Regions from separate parts of the Gossypium hirsutum genome. Here region 1 is linked to region 2. The links are chromatin contacts, called in public Hi-C maps. All regions are on one chromosome and are shown on one strand. The core of a region is the stretch at or near the end of the contact, and the rest is flanking DNA. Distances in the headings are between cores, read along the strand shown. Region 1 holds the start of LOC107893501. Region 2 has its middle 29 kb from the start of LOC121213110.

The links. A called contact is a pair of places that touch in the nucleus more often than the background predicts.
Region 1: a Hi-C map of hypocotyl shows a contact between it and region 2, with 2.0 times the contacts expected there. The contact joins the promoter of LOC107893501 here to the enhancer-like site in region 2. A contact is called at or near these places in 10 of 34 Hi-C or Micro-C datasets (anther, callus, cotyledon and 3 more).

What each region holds. Positions count from the first base shown.
Region 1 is chrA13:105,196,581-105,201,010 of Gossypium_hirsutum_v2.1, reverse strand. LOC107893501 reads left to right here and starts at 2,953. Exons shown (of 1, transcript XM_016818514.2): 1 at 2,953-4,362. The coding sequence starts at 3,259. The coding sequence ends at 3,966. It overlaps LOC107893500, which reads left to right. Exons shown (of 4, transcript XM_041085571.1): 3 at 1-1,928; 4 at 2,397-2,624. The coding sequence ends at 1,915.
Region 2 is chrA13:105,123,521-105,127,591 of Gossypium_hirsutum_v2.1, reverse strand. No RefSeq gene overlaps it. Among protein-coding and RNA genes, the nearest start is that of LOC121213110, 29 kb to the left of the region's middle. Within about 2 kb of position 2,736, at least 9 of the 9 cell types and tissues checked have an H3K27ac peak or open chromatin away from gene starts, as enhancers often do. A contact at or near this core is called in cotyledon, hypocotyl and leaf, where this site is marked.

The DNA of each region.
Region 1 (4,430 bases), core at 1,704-4,203, 73 kb before region 2:
TTTGTCTGAAGCAGTGCCTCCACTTGAGTTACCTCTAGATGTTGTGGATGATACCACTCAACCCAATATTCCTCTTGGTGCCCCTCTTGATATTGATGGCCCCAACCATATTGATGCACACTTTAATTTGCCACCTGAGGTTTTGTCTGTTCGTCCTCTTTCTGTTGTTCCCTATGAGAAGCATGCTAAAGCTGCTGAGCAGTGGCAGGATACAATTACAGGGGTGGGGCAAAGATTCAGTACTGTTCATGAATTTCGTGAGACATTGCGTAAATATGCCATTGCACATCAGTTTGCATTTAAGTATAAAAAGAATGATAGCCATCGTGTGACTGTTAAGTGCAAAGCTGAAGGTTGCCCTTGGAGAATTCATGCATCAAGGTTGTCGGCCACTCAGCTTAGTATATGTATCAAGACGATGAATCCAACACATACTTGTGGAGGGTCCGCTGTGACAGTTGGGCATCAAAGCTGGGTAGCCAGTATTATCAAGGAGAAGTTGAAAATTTTTCCAGATTACAAACCCAAGGACATTGTAAATGACATTAAACAAGAATATGGAATACAACTGAACTACTGCCAGGCTTGGCGTGGGAAAGAAATTGCCAAGGAGCAGCTTCAGGGTTCATATAAGGATGCATATGGTCAGTTGCCATTTTTGTGTGACAAGATAATGGAGACCAATCCTGGCAGTCTTGCTACATTCACCACTAAGGAAGACTCGAGTTTCCAACGCCTCTTCATCGCATTCCATGCCTCTTTGAGCGGTTTCGTACAAGGTTGCAGGCCTCTCCTTTTCCTTGATAGCATACCATTGAAGTCCAAATATCAAGGCATATTGTTGACAGCAACTGCTGCAGATGGAAATGACTCTGTATTTCCTGTTGCTTTTGCTTTTGTAGATGCAGAAACCAATGATAATTGGCATTGGTTTTTATCACAACTAAAATCAGCTCTGTCAACATCTTGTCCTCTAACATTTGTTGCAGACAGACAGAAGGGTTTGCGGGAGTCAATCTCTGAAATTTTCAAGGATTCCTATCATGGTTATTGTCTGCACTATTTAACTGAGCAACTCATTAGAGACTTGAAAGGGCAGTTTTCTCGTGATGTTAAAGGTATCATGATTGAAGACCTTTATCGTGCAGCTTTTGCACCTAGACCTGAAGAGTTTCATAAGATTACTGAGGGCATCAAAAGTCTTTCACTGGAAGCTTACAATTGGATCATGCAAAGTGAGCCCCAGAATTGGGCAAATTCACTTTTCCAGGGTGCCAGATATAACCATATGAAATCAAACTTTGGTGAACTCTTTTACAGCTGGGCATCAGATGCAGATGAATTACCTATAACACAGATGGTTGATGTCATACGGGGAGAGATTATGGAGTTAATTTATTTCCGTAGGACCGATTCTGATCAGTGGTTAACAAGGCTGACTCCATCCATGGAGGAAAAGCTGGAAAAGGAGAGCTTGAAAGTCAGTGCCCTTCAAGTGCAACTGACTACTGGTAGCGAATTTGAGGTTCAAGGTGAGTCCACTGAAGTGGTTGACATGGATGGTTGGGATTGTAGTTGTAAAGGTTGGCAACTTACTGGTTTACCATGCTGCCATGCTATTGCTGTTATCAATTGCATTGGACGAAGCCCTTATGATTATTGCTCAAGATACTTTTCAACTGAGAGCTACAGATTAACCTATGCAGAATCTGTCAAGCCTATTCCAGATATGGACTGGGCTATGCAGAATGATTATTCGGAAGCCGTAATGACTGTAACTCCACCAACACGTCGTCCACCAGGTCGGCCTACCACAAAGAAAGTTGGATTACAGGAGGCAATGAAGCGCCAACTCCAGTGCAGTAAGTGCAAGGGTCTTGGACACAACAAGGCCACTTGCAAAGAGCTCTTGTAAATTGTTGTAAACTGTACGTATTGAGTATTCGTGTTCTGTTCTTTAAAGCTTGCATCAGTGATACTGAATACATCAATATAGTGGCATTGCTTCATTCGATTCCATATTTGATCTAAGACTGGTTTCTGTGGAGAGAGCCTATTTTTAATAGACGGCTTGTGTATTTAGCATTTTTATGTGCAATTTTACATGCAGCTTTAAGAAGAATGTTCGACTGTTTGTATAACACATGCTTATTATATCTGTGCTGCACTAGAACCTACAAGTTTTTGTAGGGTTTACATGAGCCAGTTGGCGGATATTCTGCATTTTCACCCATCTGTGTCCCCTCGTATTGCTCTGTAGCATATGTGATGAAATATTTTTGATTTGTTAGCAGAATTCTGTGGATGGCAATAGCCGTCGATTTTATTCCTTTCTTGAAAGTGTGTTGATATCGCCATTCGACCAATTATTCCTCTTATATGTTGGTGTTTTATAGGGATCACATTAAGGATCAAGTGCATCACATACTGTACATGCAAGCAACGGCGTTTATATTAGTGATGAGGGCAATGGCTGCTCTGGTCATTGAACATGTCAGTGATCAGTAGGGAAACTAATGGTTGGTTAAACTAGCTATTTATACCTCTGTTGATTGGAAGGTAATAAATGATACCATAAAGTTGATCATCTTTTGTCGGTGCATATTGAGGAAGAGATTGATTGGTTTAAGTTTGTGAACCACGGATGTGCTAAGCTAAAAGAAACTCTGATGGTGGAAAGATGGTATTTGGATGAGATACAGTGGAAATGCTCTTCATTTGGTGCACCTGCTTCTTGTAATGTAGGGGATGTTGAGATGGAGGGAAGTCAAAAGAAGCTGTAAACTTGCTTGCTTTGTGTAATGAGTAAGCAATATATAGAGAGCTGACATTAGAGGCTGTAGTACTAAAGGTATTTAAATCAATAAGAAGACACAACCTTAGTTTTGCTACAGAATCAGAAAAATGTGTATGACAAATGATAAAAGGTTGGTTGAGTTTGAACGGTAAAAGACTAAAACGATTATTTAGAGATTTGATTTCGAATTTAATTAAGGTCATAGGGCAGGGTTTTTTTTAAAAAAAAAAAACCTGAAAATATTATTAAATATTGTCTATAAATTATAATAATTATATTAAACCTAAACCATGCCAATGACAGCATGGTTGAACTTAAAGTTGGTATATATTTGTAAGTAATAATAAATGAGTCTTAAAACACAATAAACCCTAAATATAGTTTTAACAAAGAAAAAAGACTAAACATTGTAAGACTCAAACCAGAGGAGGGCAGGGCAGAGAAGGGGGTCCTCGATCACCATGGCTACTGGTTTGAGTACTAGGAATGGCAATATTGGCATGACCCTCCCCACCGCCGCCGCCAGCAAACTCAACAATCCATTACTATCCAAAGAATGCAGCAACTGCAGTGGCCATTCTCCCTTCTTTATCCACCAAGTTCGCCACTTAGGCATCCTACGCCGCCTTTGCACTGCCTGTGTCCTCCGCCTCCACCCTTCCTCGTTCTGCCCTGCTTGCTTTACCTTCTACGGCGGCTCCCCACCCCATCCTTCCAAACGTGTCAACTGCTCCAATTGCTGCTCCCTCACCCATTCTCACTGCGCAGGCGACACCGTTCTCACCTCTTACCTCTGCCCACCTTGTAAGGACTCTTCTTTCTCTTTCTTTCCTCTCAAGGACAACAAGATCGACAAGAAGCTCGCTCACGCTTTGCTCTGCGCTGCCAAGATTGCCTCCTTTTCCATGGGGAAGGCCGTTACCGTAGCATGGGCCGAGGCTGACAGGAAGGTAAGGGAGGCGGCGCTTGCAAGAAAACGGGCAAGGGAATCCCTCGAACATCTACTCGTTGTTGCTCGTAAGGAAAAGGCCAGAAAAGAAAATGAGGCCAAAGTTGAGGACTTGGGCGTGGACAATGGTGATGAAGATGGTGACGGTGATGGGGATGGGGATATTGATGTTGATCTCGTACGACATATAGAAGATAGTCTTGTTAAAGCCGACGATTGAGTTCTTTTTGTGTGTTTTGATGGAGGTGTCAAAGCTTGGAAACCAAGGCTGTACATTGTTTTTCATTTATTCTTCATCATTATCTTACATGCTTGCATTGCATCGTTTGCAGCAAGAAATTTTGATTGGTTTTCTACCTGTGTTAATCCCACAATTGGTGGTTTGCAGATTGGGTTGGGTCACAAAAACTGTTAACACTATGACTCTCAGAGTTGATCTTTGCTTTTTTTTTCTGTTTTTTTTCCTTTGCGTTTCTTCAATATACTACAAAATTGTGTTAGAAATGAGGACATGAAGCAAAACAGAACAGACTTTGATTTGAGTTCTAAGGAGTATCAGTTTCCTTAACATGTGGTTGTTTTGTTCATGTAATATATGTTACATTTTCTGGGCTTATCTGAAGTTTGTTAAATGATTCCAAGAAACATATGGGCTGTAATAGATTGATCCCCCTCTCTTGGGAG
Region 2 (4,071 bases), core at 1,487-3,986:
CCTTTAGGTTCGACAATCCAGTCTTGCTAAAACTATACTACTGTTCGATAGGTACACTTGCCTGCATCGCGATAATAGTTAATTTCAAGAATGATTAATTATAAATATTTAAAACTTACCTGTCACGAAAATCGCGATCACTTATGAGATGATATGTATAGGAGAGGAAGTTTGGCATACGATTTGACGATAGTAGGTTTGGTTGTTTAAATTAATATGATTGGTAAGTTAAGTTTCGCTTATATGAATTTACTAAACATTAAATGCTTACGTAATCGTTTCCTCTATCTTGTAGATTATTGGGAAGCTCAGCTAGTTGGAATCTCGTCGAAGTATCGCCACACTATCTATTCGACATATTGGTATTTTTGGTTATTTTGGTTAATGGTTATAAATGACATGTAATAAGGTTGAAAGGCTATTTAGGTGAAATTTCTTGTCTTGAGTTGTATCACGCTTGTTGTGGTTGATAAGGTAAATGTTGACATGAATAATAGTTGCAAATATAGGTGAATGAAACCTCATGCATACTGTCAAAACCATATTTTTTATTTTTTTAACGACGGGGATCGAATTTTTGAAAACAAAACGTGGAGTCGCCACCAATCTTTTGTTTTGGTGTGATTGGATCACCTTAAAATATATTTTATTCCATTTAAATCTATTTTGGCCTACGAAATTTGAGAAAACGAGTTCGGGAGCCAGTTACGTAGGAGGAAGGGTTAGCACCCTCGCTATGCCCAAAATTGGTACCAAATTGATTAGATAATGTCCTTATGTCTAAGATTTAAAGCTATTTTTGAAATATGGCTCCTTTTAAAACATTTGAATGGCTCAAGTTGGTCGTCGAAATTCTCTTGTTTCAAAGGAATAAAGCATCACATCCAGCACGATAGGACACGACCCTTTATACCCTTGAAAATACGATAAATTTTTTACTTCCAAAAGTTTATATGTTGAAAATTACAAAAGGATGCCCAATTATTTAGTCCAACGAAAAACTGAAACCCAGCGCGGTAGGGCACGATTCCCCAAATTTCCAAACATTGAACATTGCCTTGTTTTAGAATTTAAAAAACACGAGTGAAATTCTAAAGGAATATTTGATTATTTTGAACAAACGGATAATCGAAACCCAGCACGATAGGGCATGATTCCCCGAATTTCTAAACATCAAACATTGCCTTGTTTTAGAATTTAGAAAACACGAGTGAAATTCTAAAGGAATATTCGATTATTTTGAACAAATGAGAAATCGAAACCCAGCACGATAGGGCATGATTCCTTCCAAACATCAAATATTGCCTTCGTTTTAAGAAATTTTCAAACGAATAATTATAAGACCAGCTTAAAACGCATTAATTTGACTTGAAATAAAATAGAATAATTTATTTTAAAGAGTCGAGCATTATAAAACGACATTTGTAAACCAAGAGAAAAAGATGAAAACATGGGGTAACATGCATGAATAATGTACTATACTCGGTGAATAAAAATAATATAAATTTATGGAGCCAATTGACAAAACAAACAATAAAATATAACTAATCAACGAACAATATAACCAAATTTACAAGCATGAATGAACAACAATTGATTAATAATACATAAGAAAACGAATAAACGATGTGCAACAAATATACATGAGATAATATAAAAACAATTAACACATAATGTACAAAACAACATAAAACTAATATGATACGAAATAATTTTAAAAAATGATGAATTGATGAGCAAATAACACATGCTAGAACTTGAAATCATTCCTATAAAAAAAAACTAAAAATATATGGATAATCATTAAAATAGATGTTATAAAATGAAGTCATTTGAATCAAATAATATACAAAATGTTTTTTAAAAAATACATTTATTTAAAATTGACAACATACACATAATAAAAGATAAGTTAAATATACTTAAAATATGAAGGGATAGCAAAGGTATATAATAAAATATGATCTTAGGAAATAAACTATACACATAACAAGTTTAAAAAGCATATATATATATACATAAATAATTTAAAAGCAACTATATGAAATATAAATAACATGGAATTAAATATGTATATAGGATCAAATTAATTCTACTATGAATCATATGTATACATACATAAAAAAACATTTGAATGAAGTATTATTAAAAAAATTTTAAAATAATTTGATGTAAAAAAATAGCTTCCAAATGATGAAACAAAATAAGGTTATCAAAATAGCTCAACACATATGAGAATATTAGAAACCTTAAAATAATAAGCATTACAAATTAAAACTTCCATTAAAATAATACATGTACAAATATATAGAATATTTAAAGAAATATTGTACAAAGAGACTTCAAAATAATTATACAAATAAAGACAAACCAAAATTATTAAAATGGATCAACACGTATAAAAAATATTAAGCGAATTTAAAAATAATAAGTTATATCAATAGAAAACTCAATTACAACTAATTAAAAATAAAAGGTATAATTTACAAATAAGGTAGGACATAAAAATAAAAAATAATAAAAAAGGACTAGCGCGTCACACATGCGAATTTTCAGGGACCAAACGGGGAAATACCCCGGATTCCAAAATGATGCGTTGTGACGCAGGCTTGATTGCAAACGAATGTAAATTAAAAGGCCAAATTTTAAAAGAAATAAAGTGAAATGCATTAGGCGCAATTGAGCAATCGTACAAAAAGAGAGGACCTCGCGCGTAATTACCCCTCTCCACAGAAACGCGCGGATCCCAGGGGCGAAGAACCGGATTGGGTCGGGTATGGTTAATACGGCATCATTTCTAAACCATTGAAATTGGGTAAAACGACGTCGTTTTTGGTTCTTTATAATGGCTAAACAATGCTTCCATTCGGCTGAACTAAAACCCTAGCCTCCCCATTTCATTTCCTTCAACCGAACCCTAATCTTTCCTCTACAATGTCAATCCACCACAATGAAAGACAATCAACCTGTTCAAGTCTCAAAGTGGTTCTCTTTCTGCCTTCATCTCCCCTCGTACCTCAATTTCAACGAAGCAGAAGAGATCTCATGGCATATTTACAAGGTAAGTTTCATTTCCTTTTTCTTTTATACATTCAAATGCGAAAGAACAAAAGATCCAGAAAGAAAGAAACTGAGCAAAGAAGAAAAAGAAATCTCAGAAATTTGAATCAGAAATCACCTTTCAATATCGGTGGCTTTTCTTTCTATTTCAATATGCGTATTTCAGTGTGCGTAAAAAAAATACATTGATCACTACATGACTTTTATAGCCGAAACAAAAAATGAAAAGAAAAATACAATTTCTTTTTGTTTTTTCCCTCTTTGCTGTGCTGTGGTTTTTGTATTTGCTTGCAGGTACGGGGTGTGCGTGGCACATGTACGGGGTTGTGCATTGGCGTACGGAGGCGTGGGCGTGGCTGTGGTGCCAAGAGTCCGTACGACGCTGTGGGCTGGAGCCTGGCTGCAGCGTTAAAGGTAGAAACCCTAGGGTTTCTGTTTCTAAAGTATTTTGGGCCGTTTGGGCCGTTGTATTTTAGGCCTAGGTTTATTTGGGCTTGTATTGGGTTTGAGCTATGGACCATTTGTAATTTAGGTTATAATTTTGGGCCCTGGACTGGTTAAAATTGGATTGTTTAAAAGATTTGGACTTTGATGATAGACTATTAATTTGGTTTTATTCTTTGGACTTTTGGTTTAATAATTGGTTTTATTTTGGTTATTGGGCCCCGGGCAAATCGGGCTTTCTACACATACTTTATAGGTTCTAAATAGTATATGGTATGGTGACATGTTTTGGAATGGTTATTTTGGCCATTTTTAAGTACTTGGATTATATGGTGCTTTTTGGCATGTTTGTGATGATATGTAAATGGTTATATGTGATGTTATTTGGTAGTTAAATAAATTAGATCTTATGCTTGAAAGGTGGCTATATTGCTTAGATTTGATTAATGATGTTTTGGTATAAATGTGGTGCATTCGAATGACATATTGGTTGGATGAATTAGAATGTTAGAAGTGGTATGTTTAGATGTGTTTAAATGATGTTTAAGTCCTTTGAATGTGTGCCCA